Linked DNA regions of Rattus norvegicus: all the other regions are linked to region 3. Evidence: chromatin contacts called from public Hi-C data. All regions are on one chromosome and are shown on one strand. Each heading gives the region's core, a stretch centred on a gene start, on an enhancer-like site or on the middle of the called end of the contact. The rest is flanking DNA. Distances are from core to core; before and after follow the strand shown. Region 1 holds the start of Poll (DNA polymerase lambda). Region 2 overlaps Fbxw4 (F-box and WD repeat domain containing 4). Region 3 holds the start of Fgf8 (fibroblast growth factor 8).

Evidence for each region. Hi-C and Micro-C count contacts between places; a contact is called where the count stands out from the background.
Region 1: a Hi-C map of Schwann cells shows a contact between it and region 3, with 5 times the contacts expected there. The contact joins the promoter of Poll here to the promoter of Fgf8 in region 3. A contact is called at or near these places in 3 of 12 Hi-C or Micro-C datasets (the A7r5 cell line, Schwann cells and psoas muscle).
Region 2: a contact with region 3 is called in a Hi-C map of Schwann cells, with 5 times the contacts expected there. The contact joins the enhancer-like site here to the promoter of Fgf8 in region 3. A contact is called at or near these places in 10 of 12 Hi-C or Micro-C datasets (the A7r5 cell line, the Rat2 cell line, Schwann cells and 5 more) and 1 of 1 datasets of contacts at active chromatin or transcription factors (oligodendrocytes).

What each region holds. Positions count from the first base shown.
Region 1 is chr1:254,355,067-254,359,086 of GRCr8, reverse strand. It overlaps Poll (DNA polymerase lambda), which reads left to right and starts at 1,398. Exons shown (of 9, transcript NM_001014168.1): 1 at 1,398-1,417; 2 at 2,194-2,330; 3 at 3,079-3,373; 4 at 3,563-3,722; 5 at 4,011-4,020. The coding sequence starts at 2,219. It overlaps Dpcd (deleted in primary ciliary dyskinesia), which reads right to left and starts at 1,294. Exons shown (of 6, transcript NM_001398788.1): 1 at 1,194-1,294. The coding sequence starts at 1,257.
Region 2 is chr1:254,378,277-254,382,385 of GRCr8, reverse strand. The region is part of intron 6 of Fbxw4 (F-box and WD repeat domain containing 4); the gene reads left to right. Among named protein-coding and RNA genes, the nearest start is that of Dpcd, 23 kb to the right of the region's middle. Within about 2 kb of position 2,490, at least 10 of the 93 cell types and tissues checked have an H3K27ac peak or open chromatin away from gene starts, as enhancers often do. A contact at or near this core is called in Schwann cells, where this site is marked.
Region 3 is chr1:254,537,101-254,540,965 of GRCr8, reverse strand. Fgf8 (fibroblast growth factor 8) reads left to right here and starts at 1,361. Exons shown (of 5, transcript NM_133286.2): 1 at 1,361-1,611; 2 at 1,712-1,748; 3 at 2,627-2,774. The coding sequence starts at 1,580.

The DNA.
Region 1 (4,020 bases), core at 149-2,648, 180 kb after region 3:
GGAAATATCACCTCTCCTGTTTGGTGATTATCCAAGGAGAAAATTATTTTCACCTCCATGCTTTCTTAGCACTTCACATACTATCTCAATCCTGTCTGTCTGTCTTCCTTTTAAACTAGTTTCCTGCCTCAACTCCCCAAGTGCAGAGATGGCAAGCATGGGCTTTCTTTGCCTTTCTAAGATTCCAACCTCTATTTAACACAAATTGATTACGTATTTTTTTCTTGATCATTCGATGGTCCAGGAGACCATAAACCATGGTTGGCTGGTTGGTTGTTTTCTATCTGCCTGGCACAGAATTTGGTACATTACGGTAATGGGCTCCCTAAATGTTGTAGGTAGGAGCAAATGAAACTGACTTTAATTTCCATAAACTTTAGGCATCTGCCTGTGGATGTTAAGTCCCTAGCTGTTAGCTTTAAAGACTCAGGAATTCAGACCCAAGTCATCCTGGCTGCCAAGTGGGTCCGTGAAAGACCTCTGGGGCACAGGGGACTTAAACTGGCCAGTTGCTGGAAAAGCTGACATATCAAACTCCTGTTCCTAGTCATTTAGACCGTAGCCCTCGTTCTATCTCCCCTAAAGATCAAGGAACAATGTGAAATCCACATCATAAACAAAGCACAGTTGGAAAGGACCTTAGAAACAACGGTAGCAGCCCACCCACTTCATTTTATAATAGAAGAAAATGGGGTCCTAACAATTTAAGAGGCCATGGTAAATGAATAGTACAGTTGACCTAAAACCCTGGTGCCTCTCCTTTCTATGCCACTAGGCTGCCATCAATAGGACCCCCAAACTGAGGTGCATGGGGTTCCAGGTCATGAACTATACCTGATTATCTGCAAAACCTGGGTTTGGTCTAAAACCTTCCTGAATTTCAGTTTCCTTGTGGTACAGCCCTGAGGAACGATGATGAATGTACAATGAAATTATTGGGAACAAATACCAACAAAAGTCTCAGCGGGGATGGGATGGTATAAAGAACTCTTGAGGTGGGTGACCAAAGACTTGGGTTCCACTCGGGTCATTTCCCTGGGCCTATTTCCTCTGCAAAAGCAGGAAGCAAGCATGGCTGATGGCTGCTGCGACATTTCCACCTCTGCCCACCCAGGCTGAGGCTGAGGCCCTCCCTGGGCGAGCGGACTCATAGAGCCCGCCCTAGGGGTGAAGAACGAGGGGGCTCGAGTTACCATCCTGCAGCAGTGCCGTCTTCTCGGCCGACCGCAAAATCTCCAGCCAGCTAGTCACCGCCATCTTCCCTCCGCCCAGCAACGCGCCTGGCCACTGCCATGGCAACTACCCGACCGATGATCACTTCCGGATGACCCGGGAAGTATTCTGGGAACAGATTTTTTTTTTTTTCCCCCTTTTTCAATCCTCCTCCTCCCCCAATCCGTTTTCATTGGCTCCCATGGTGAGTTTATTTCTCTTTGCCGGGAGATTCTGGCCTACTTTGGACCGGTCCTGGGGCCGGGTGGAGTGGGGATGCTCCTAGAGCTTTGAGGGACCCAGCACCAGCTCTCTTCTGGCCCCAGCTGGGAGTCCCCGGTTCGTGCCAGCTGCTCGTGCAGTGAGTGGCACATCTGCTCCGGTCTTGCCCACCTCCAGCTGTGAGGGCACCCTCCAGCTGCTGTGGCTGCCCTCCACCTCCCTGCAGCTGCGGGGCTCAGACCCGCGCGAGGAGGCTGCGACAGGGGCAGGTGCACAGCGCACACAGCACTCCCCAGGTTTTCTTCTGCTAATGTACATTGAGGCTAGAGAAAGATGATGTGAGCTTTATGTGACATGTCCTTTAGACTTCAATTCATTGGGGGAGATGAAGACCCTCCTAAAGATGTAGTCCCCATTCCTAGCCCGTTATCATTTTGGAAAAGCCCCTTGGGAGCGGAAGCACAGGCGGATTCTGCGCTGTATCCCTCCCCCACTTAATGTTGTTTCTCTTCCGTCAACTCCCACTCCCACCCCCCACCCCCATCCCCGCAATAATCCCAGACTTTCTATGGCTTCCCTAGTACTATTAAGGTTGAAAGACTGGTGTGTGTGGCGCTCGTATTAAATCACTTAAGTTTAACTGGGGTTTCCGAGACTTCGGAGAAAGGAGTCTGTACCCCCAAGTCCCATCTCTATGCCAAAATAGTCAAGGGGTGGCTCTCGCTCTTGGCTTTCTGTATGACATCTGTCCTTAAACAGAAAGGTCCAGATCCAGCGCACTTCAATGGACCCCCAGGGCATCCTGAAGGCATTTCCCAAGCGAAAGAAAATTCATGCAGATCCATCATCAAACGCACTTGCAAAGATTCCCAAAAGGGAGGCAGGAGATGCTAGAGGTGAGCCCGTCCGCCCCCAGACCTCATATACTGGAATTCTCAGCCTTCCTGTTTTCAGTCAGAATCAGATAGCAGGAATGGCCTTACCTGTGAGGGGCCAAGATCTCTTTGTACATACCTTGTATCAGTTTCGGTTTCTGTCCTTTTCTCTTGTTTAGAGTCTCAATGTAACCTTGACCTTGCTGACAATCACCTTAAGCCCCGATCCTCCTGTCTTGACACTGCCAAGTGCGAGGCTTACAGGTGTGCGGCACCACATTCAGCCGGCACTTTGTCCTTTGATTTTGTTTTTGTTTGTTTTTTTGTTTTTCCGAGGCAGGGTTTCTCTGTGTAGTCCTGGCTGTCCTGGCACTCTGGCTCTATAGACCAGGCTGCCTTCAAACTTGAAAAGCAAAACAAAACAACAAAAAAGGAAGTTTGCTGTATGTTTGTGGTAGAATTCCTTGAAGGCATTTTGTTCACTGGATGGCAGGAAAATGAAGGGAGGTGACTTCAAACAATTCGTTATATCTAAAACTTTCTCAACTCACTGACGTACAACCTGTAATTCCAGCACTTGGAGAGGCAGAATGAATCAGAAACTCAAGGTTATCCTCTGCAACATAGTGAGTTTGAGCTAGCCTAGGCTACATGAGACCCTGTCTCAAATAATAGTGCAATAATAATAATAATAATATTATTATTATTATTATTATTATTATTATTATTATTATATAATGGTAATAGCATTTGCGTATCCTCTTCCCAGGATGGCTGAGCTCCCTGAGGGCCCACATTATGCCCACTGGCATTGGGCGAGCCCGGGCTGAACTCTTTGAGAAGCAGATTATCCAGCATGGTGGCCAGGTGTGCTCTGCCCAGGCCCCAGGAGTCACTCACATTGTGGTGGATGAAGGCATGGACTATGAACGGGCTCTCCGGCTCCTCAGACTGCCCCAGCTGCCCCCTGGTGCTCAGCTGGTGAAGTCAGCCTGGCTGAGCTTGTGTCTACAGGAGAAAAAGCTGACAGACACGGACGGATTCAGCCTTTCCAGCCCTAAGAGGTCGGCTGCCCTTAGCCTTTCTCAGGTGTTTGTTGATAATAACATTTGAGTTTCCATTGAGTTATTAAAAAAACAACTCCTACTTTTTAAGTTGGACATACCAAGGTTTCAGTGTAGAGGAAGACTGGGGACAGAGGCAGGTGAGACGTTTGATATTCTAACTGCCTGTGACCTCCCCCTGCCCTCTAGGTCCTTGAATGAACCACAGCCCAGCAAGTCAGGCCAAGATGCTTCTGCTCCTGGCACTCAGGGGGTTCTACCCAGGACAACGCTCTCTCTTTCCCCTCCTTGTACCAGAGCTGTATCTCCTCCCCCAAAGGCAGAAAAGCCACCAAAAACCCAAACCCAGGTGAGGAGCCTTCCAACTCAGGGTGCTGATCACAGAAACGGAAGGGCCTGGATTTTATACAGAAAATTCTAGGTATCTCTTGATTGTGCACCTGTCTGTCTCTTCCCAACACTTATCAGTCCTGCGTTCACCAAGTTATGTCTGCCATATACCACGGGGAAGCCCAGGGCTGGGTTCTAGAGGAGCCCCTTGGAACCTTTTCCTCCAGTCAAAGCAGGAGACACCTACCCACCAGACAACTCTCTCTTCTGAGGAGGGCCCAGATTTATTGTGTTCTTCTGTTCGCAGCTCAGCTCAG
Region 2 (4,109 bases), core at 1,241-3,740, 160 kb after region 3:
TCTCCTTATCCCTTTATGGCAACAGATGTTGAAATTTTGTATCCTTTTATCTGCCCGGCTGCCCTTTCCTGTAATTATGTCGCCTTGTTAGCAGTACAAAGTGGGCTGCCTGGCTGCCTGTCCTCTGAGCCATTGTGTCTGAACACGTGTGCTCTGGTGGGTGCTGGAGGGGATGCATGCTCACACACATACATGTGACAGACACTGTGTGCGTCTCCTCATACCTCATGTTGCAGGGACAAAAACTTCAGCCATTTCTTTATCCTCACATCTCTGCTGTTACATTTGGAAACTGGGGCAAGTGCTTACTGGACAAAAAGTCTTGTGACTGAGCCTGACAACTTGAGTTTGATTCCCAGAACCTGCATGGCAAGAGATAACTGAGTCCTTTAAATTGCCCCGACTTCTAGAAGTACACCGTGTGTGGCACCTGCAACCTTTCAAAGAAACATTTGAAGTGTTCTGTTTTTTTTTTTTTTTTTTTTTTTTTTGTTAATTCGGGATATATTCCCTTGAATCTCTTACTCCCATTGAGGACCAGACCCTTAGGCAAAGCCCAAGTGAGGGCCTGAAGCTGGACCTGGTGTCTACTGGGGTGGGCCATAGGGTCTGGACAGATGATGTCTGAGGGACTGTATGCACGAGAGAGAGGTAGGGAAAGCCAGCAAGAGTGGATGGCAGAGCAGGCAGGCCCAATCCTTCTGTCCTGACCTCAGTTTACCAGGTGCAGCCTGAGCCTTGGCTTATTCACCTGAGAAGTGGTGTGGAGAGACCTGGGCCCATTCCAAGGACTACATGAGCCAGTGTATATGGAGATGCAGTGTAGCACCTCCCAGACACAGTGGCTCAACCATGGCAGCCGCTATCAAGGCAGCAGCTCCTCTGCCACCCAAAATCTATACAGCCATTTGCATTTCTCTCATGACCAGGCTGGTGTGCAGCATAGCCTATCTCCTGGGTTGTTTCCTTGGTGTGCAATGTGAAGGCATTTCCTGTAGCTTTGGCTTCTTTATTCATAACCTGAGGGCCATTCTGAGACGACCACTCTGCCCCACAGCCTCATAGTGCTCTATGGCAGGTAGGAATGTGCAGCCACAGGCCCCTGTGGGCAGGATGCTGGAGACTGACATGTCCCCTCACTGCCAAGCCTCATCACCTCCATCATTGCCTGTCACAATCCTGTCACTAACTGAAGAATCACTCACTCCCCTTACCCAAAATGCCAATTTTCCTCATAGAAAGTTCTCTTTTCTTCTGTTTTTCTCTGTTAGTTGAGTATAAATTTAGACTTCTCTCCCTCATGGACTGAACACTCACTGAAAGGAGGGACAGTGGTCCTTTATAGTGCAGCTCACATCTCTGGGATCTCTGCATGGCATTGTGCATATAGAAGATGCCTGATTAACTGTTGAGGGACGGAGAGAAGAGAGAACATTACTTTCTTTAGTGATTGCTGGGCCTGATGTAACTTTCAGGCCATTTGCCCTTAGAGCGAGGAAGTAAATGCTTGTCATGCTTCACTTGTCTTTCCCGAAAAACCAGTTATGGTTCAGGGTAGCACATGCCAGACGGAGTCCTGACACCCAAAGGGAAGCACAGCATCCATGATAGGCTCCAGGGAGCACCACCAGACATCCCAATGTTAGAAGTAGCTGGAAAATGTGAGAGCCACAAGCAGGCATCACTGTGGGCTGGGAGCCTCAGAATACTTCAAGTACAAGAGTCCTGTGGGGGCGTATGGGCCAGGGGTGGTGGCAGCAGCCATGCCTTTAATCCTAGCAGAAGCAAGTGGATCTCTGAGTTAGAATTCTGGTCTACAGAGTGAATTCCAGGTCAGCCAGGGCTATACAGACACACAGACACAGACACAGACACACACAGACACACACACATACACACACACACACACACACACACACACACACACACACACGAGAGGGGGGGGACGGACAGACAGACATCATGGTGTTTGGACTCTGCAGGGTCCAGGTTGGGGGCAGGGAAATGCCTCCGTCAACTTGGCCACAGAGGCTAATGACAATACATTATTTAATTTCTCTTTCTCCTGGTCAGCAGGGTGAGCCAGGCCCAGGAGACCTGCTTTCTGTTTTGAGAGACCCCTCTGGGATGTGGTCCCACTTGGCTGGCTTTTTCCTGCCCAGGTACTAGAGCCTCACAGAGAAAGCTGCAGAGGCTGTGCCAGGGGAACAGGACTCCTTTAGCGTGCATACTTCGCCTTTCTCATTCACCAGACTCACTCTGGCTGCCCCATCTGTCTTTATCTTTCCCTGGGTGGAGGGAGAATTGCTGGAGTCAGGCTCAGGAGGCTGGGGTGTGGAGGTCCCCAGCCCGCAGCAGCTCCTGGAGGCCTCGGCTTTGTCTGCGAGAGCTGGAAGAGAAGGGACTTTTTTGTCTCACTCTCTATAGTGACAAGCACAGTTTTTGCTCCTGTCTTGGCCTGGGGCTCTGAGCTGCAGCCCTGTTCCCACACAAGTTGTGGGACAGCCAAGGCTCTGCGTACACCATCCCCCTTTCCCCCTACAGTGAGAGGCTGAGAAGCATTCTTAACATTCTTTCTAGAGAAAAGGGGTGAAACGTCTGAATTTGGGGGTCACCACGTTATACAAATTGCAATCTAATCGTTTTTACAAGAACACACTTGCAGTGAGAACAGCAGCACAGGAGGGGACAAAGACACAGACTGGAGGGCTATTGTTGACCAGCCCCTTCCTCAACACAACGGCTACACTACAGTTTTCTACATAAATTGGGCCTGGGGTGGGAACCCAAAGGGCCCATGGTGCCATTTCTGTTTGTTTTCCCAAATCAAAGCCCCAGCAGGGCTCCTGTGGCTCCGCTGGGCCACTGTTAGAAGAGGCAGGCATTTCCCAGCGCCTGGTGTGTCAGTCCATGCTCTGAACTTAACCTTGCAGCGCTTTACAACAGAGCTTTGAGGGTCCTGAGCCTCAAGGCCAAAGAAAGTGTATCTTTTTTATTGGTGGTTCAAAGTGTGTGTGGCCACTTGAGAGTCCTAGACAAAGTAAAGTAGAAACTTCCAGGCTAGGCCAAGGGTCTCTCCCAGACCCATTGGGCTGTGCTGTACTGAGGGCTTCTTGGGCAGTGGACGGGATTCAGATTAGCAGTTCTATCTGGATGTGCCTCTCTCATTGCTCACCCACCCCACCAGCAGTGGGTGCCCAGGTCTCATTCTCTCAGAATCCCAGCAACGGGGTGGGCGGCTGGGGCTCCACTGGGCTCCACCCCTACCCACAGTCTTTCATCTTCTATTTCAAACAAACATGAAATTACTTCCACAGATTAAAGGGGAGAGTTCCTCAATCATTCCTTACAGCCTTACTAATGGAGTGGGCAGGCCCCACAATCTGGAAAGGGAGCATCGTGGAGTACAACAGCTCCCACCTGGGGTACACAAACCCAAGTGTACCTTGAGCTAGAGACTCCTCCCACCTCCCATGCCTGTCATGGTGATTGGTGGTTGGTCTGAAAGGCAGGGATTCCCTGGGAGCAAGGCCCAGGTCTGATAGAGACATTGACCTGGGAAGAAAATGTCTACCCCAGGAGTCCCTGGAAGATAACATGTGTTTTTGTTTTGTTTTAGTTGTGTGTTGCTTTTTCAAGACAGGGTTTCTTCCTGGATCTGACTTTGTAACCCAGGCTAGCCTTGAACTCAGAGAGCTCCATCTGCTTCTGCCCCTTGAGTGCTGGGATCCAAGGTGTATGCCACTACCGCCCTGTTACAAGCTTATTTTTATCCCCCATGCCAACACGGGGCCACTGCATACACCAAGAATATCCCTGGGAAGGTGGCTGGGCACAGAGGTGCCAACCTGGGTGTAAGCACTCAGTGGAGAGCTGAGGTGATCCTTAGAAGCCTTCGGTGTTCACAGTGAAAGGCTGAGTAGGTAGAGAGAACCCCAGCCTCCTCCTCCAGTACTTTGCAAGGTGGGGGAGGAGTCTGAGTGGTGGGGACAGCATGGAGCTGAAGTCTATGTTTAGACAATGGCTGGCAGCCTAGCCTGCTTCAAGCCCTCTGCTGATGAGGGCTCAGGCCTCTTACCTGAGCATCTCTGTGATGTCACCATGGCCTT
Region 3 (3,865 bases), core at 112-2,611:
GTGTGTTCGCGCGCGGGGAGTGGGGAAATACGGAATGGAGGAAAGGGGGTGGAAGGCAGAACCAGATGCTTGCCTCTCCTTAGCCTACCAGGACTTCCTAGGGCCACCTCAAACCCCTAGTTCCACTCCAGAGGCACAGAGGGGTCGGTAGAGAGGAGACTGTAGCTGACAGCAGCAGCTGGGTGGCACATCAAGAAGTCACTTGTTCTTCGAAAATACCTGGCCTGAGAAATCTCTGCCTACCCAGGTTGTGCCCACAGAAATAAAATAATGGCTCAGGGTTCCCAGAAGCCCTATGAAGAAAGCAATGAGGTGAGGAGCTTGGAGAGGCTTACAGAAGTCTCTGCCTTCTCACCAGCACTTCCCCTCTTCCAACTGACACAAGACACCAAGGAAAACCTGGAACTCGGAGGGCGAAAGGCTAGGTAGCTTGGCTCCATGCCCTGAATGTTGCTGAATGTAGTTATTTCTTTCTTTCTTTTTTTTTTTTTTTTTCGGAGCTGGGGACCGAACCCAGGGCCTTGCGCTTCCTAGGCAAGCGCTCTACCACTGAGCTAAATCCCCAACCCCGAATGTAGTTATTTCTGCCCCTGCTAATTGCTCAGTTTTTAGGTGGGAAGCAGTGGTTGTGGGTCCTACCACATAGACTCCTCAAGGTTCCTCTCAAGCTTCAGACTAATGGGAGTTGGATGGGGACGAACAGAAGTAAGGCTAAAGGTGATAATGGGGTGGCAAGAGGCTTTTCTCCCTCCCAGAGCCTCTTTGGAAACTGCGAGACAGGAAACCAATAAGGTTGAGTTCTCTGAAAGGTGAAGGCACCGGGTACCAGCGGCGCCCAAAGGACGCTCAGCACCCGGGCCAGTTCACTATGTTAGTTGCCGCTTCCAAGAGGAGCGAGTGAGGCCGAAACACACATTAGGCGACTCAGAGACCTTCGAAGAGGCCAGAGATAAGCAGATCCCGACCCCACGCGGAGAAACAGTTCTACAGGACTCAAGCGTACGGGTCCTCACCAAACATGCTGTCCCAGGCAGCCCCCAGGAGCGCTGGAAGAGACAGGCAAGGGTAGTGGGAGGCGCCCACGCCAGCGGCTCCCGCCCCTCCCGCGGGTCCCTAGACCCCTCCCCTGGGCCAGACCCCCCAATCCCAGCTCTGCCCGCCGCCCCGCCCCGGGCCGCCCCGCCCCCGCCCCGGGCGGCGACCCGGCCCCAGCGCCCAGCCCGGGGTGCGGGCTCCGGCCGCCCGCCCCGCGCTCCCCCCTCGCGGCCGGTGCGGCGCCCCCCGCCCCTGTCCTCCCCCTCCCTCCACACCCTCCCACCCACCCCACAGGCCCGTTACCCTCCCGCCTGCTCCGGCTCCTGAGCAGCCAGCGGCACCGGCTCCGGCAGCGGCGCAGAGGGAATCGGCGCGCGCGGCGAGCACGACATTCCACGGGACCCGCCGAGCCGCGTCGGGATAGCCGCTGGGCTCCCGCACCCCGACCTTCCTCGGCCTCCGCACCTTCGGCCTGTCCCCCCGCGGCTTCCAGTGGGACGGCGTGACCCCGCCCGGGCTCTCGGTGCTCCCGGGGCCGCGCGCCATGGGCAGCCCCCGCTCCGCGCTGAGCTGCCTGTGAGTACCGCGGTCGCCCCCGGGTCCCCGTCTGCCAGCGCTCGCCGAGCCCTCTCCGCTCACCCCGCGCCTCTCTCCTGCCCGCTTTTGTCTCCCACAGGCTGTTGCACTTGCTGGTTCTCTGCCTCCAAGCCCAGGTAAGGAGCGCCGCGCAGAAGCGGGGGCCGGGCGCGGGGGACCCAGCTGACACTCTCGGGCAGGGACACGAGGACCGATCCTTCGGCCAGCGCAGCAGGGCTGGAAAGAACTTTACAAATCCAGCCCCAAACTACCCCGAGGAGGGATCTAAGGAACAGAGAGACAGTGTCCTGCCTAAAGTCACAGAGCGAGTGAGTGGAGAGACTAGAACCCAAGGGTCTTGAGCCCAGCGACTCTCAAAGGCGCGCTAGCCAGTTCGGGTGGGTGGGAAGGCTACCTGTAGCCACACCTGGCCTCCTAAGAAGGCGGGAGCCGGAGTCAGCGGGTGTTCCTTGTCAAGGGTAGTTGGGATGTAGTTGCAGCAACTATCCTCTCCGCTGCTCTCTGGGGAGACGTGTGGCCGGTTTGGGCCAGCGTGTTAACCTAGGCCCTTTACACTCTCAACATTTGCTCCGTAAATTTGTCTTTATAAATGTCACGGGTCGGGTAGCGTTGCCTCGCTACTTAAAAGCACCCTGCTCCTCTAGGAAGGCCCGGGCGGGGGGCCTGCGCTGGGCAGGGAGCCCGCTTCCCTGCTCCGAGCTGGCCGGGAGCCCCAGGGTGTTTCCCAACAGGTGGGTTCAGACTCTCCTCATCCCGGGTTTATCCATCCATCCTGGGTGGGTCTGCGCGACTTCCCCGCGGGGGTTGGTGGCCTGAGCCGGCATGTTGTGGGGATGCCCCCAGTCCCTGCTGGCTGCCTGGCGCGGCGGGAGGGGGGTACAAGGGCAGTGGGGACCAACTCAGGGCCCCTGGGCGGAGTAGCATTATAATGGCGTGCTGTGTATTTTTCAATTTCCTAAAGGTAACTGTTCAGTCCTCACCTAATTTTACACAGCATGTGAGGGAGCAGAGCCTGGTGACGGATCAGCTCAGCCGCCGCCTCATCCGGACCTACCAGCTCTACAGCCGCACCAGCGGGAAGCACGTGCAGGTCCTGGCCAACAAGCGCATCAACGCCATGGCAGAAGACGGAGACCCCTTCGGTAAGGCGCATTCCCCGGACCCTGGAGAGGAGAGGTCGCTGTGAACCTCGCCGCTCCCTGCCAGCCCCAGCTGCAATGGGAGTCCTGCGGGCTCCCCAGCTGAGAAGGGAAGGAGTTAAGGCAAAAAGGTGCCTTGGGGTCAGCTGGAGAGAATAGTGGGGAAGGGACCCTGGGGAGGACGGGGCCAACAGGTGCCCTCTCTTCCCTGCTCCGCAAATGAATGAAACCAGGAGTCTCCCTTACAACCTCCCCCTCTTCACACACCTCTTCCCAGCTGCAGGTGGAGGCAGAGGGTTCAGGGGAGAGGCCCAGATTTAAGGGAAGTTCTTGAAAGAGGATATGTCGCCAGGGCCCACAAAAGGAGAATGGGAAAAAGAAAGTAGAGAAATCCCCCAGTTTGCCCAGCTTTAAAAAGGGAGATAGTGGCTAACTGATCAGAAGAGTCAACTGCACAGGGAAGCTTGGCCCTGAAAGTTAAGACTCCCGGCTCTACTGCGGAGACCCCAGGGGGCTGAGTCGGCTGGCGGCTCCCCGTAGGGTTGCTGAGAACAGGGAGCTACTGGGGCAGGGGTTGAGAACTGATTGATTTCTAAAACATTCAATATTCCTGTCTTGAAATGGGGCCAATTTCCAGACTCCTGGATGTACCACAAGGAAGGCAAAACCCTCTGGGTGGCTGGAGTTTTTAGAGAGCGGAATATTGTGAGTTTAAAAACCTTTAAATGATGACCAACTTAAACAAGCATGAAAGGAGAAAGGAAGGCTCTATTAAAATGTAATAAAAGGGCAAGGCATTTTAAGAGCTAAGGAGAAAAATGAAGAATGATATAAAACAGAAAAAGAACGAGGCTTTCTTTCTTTTTTTCAGATGTAGAGTTTGAAAGGAGTTGCAAGTCTGTAAATGTTAAAAAAAAAAAAAAAGGCTCGAGATTGTTCTCGAGGAATCTCTGGAGAGACCCCCGCGTCTGGCAGAGCGATTAAAACTCTTCTTACTTTCACCTTTTTTAACATTTCCTGAATACTTTCTCCTCTTCTCGAGCCAGTTTGGGGGATCGAGTATGTCTCGCTGCATTTTTTCAGCATCGACGTAG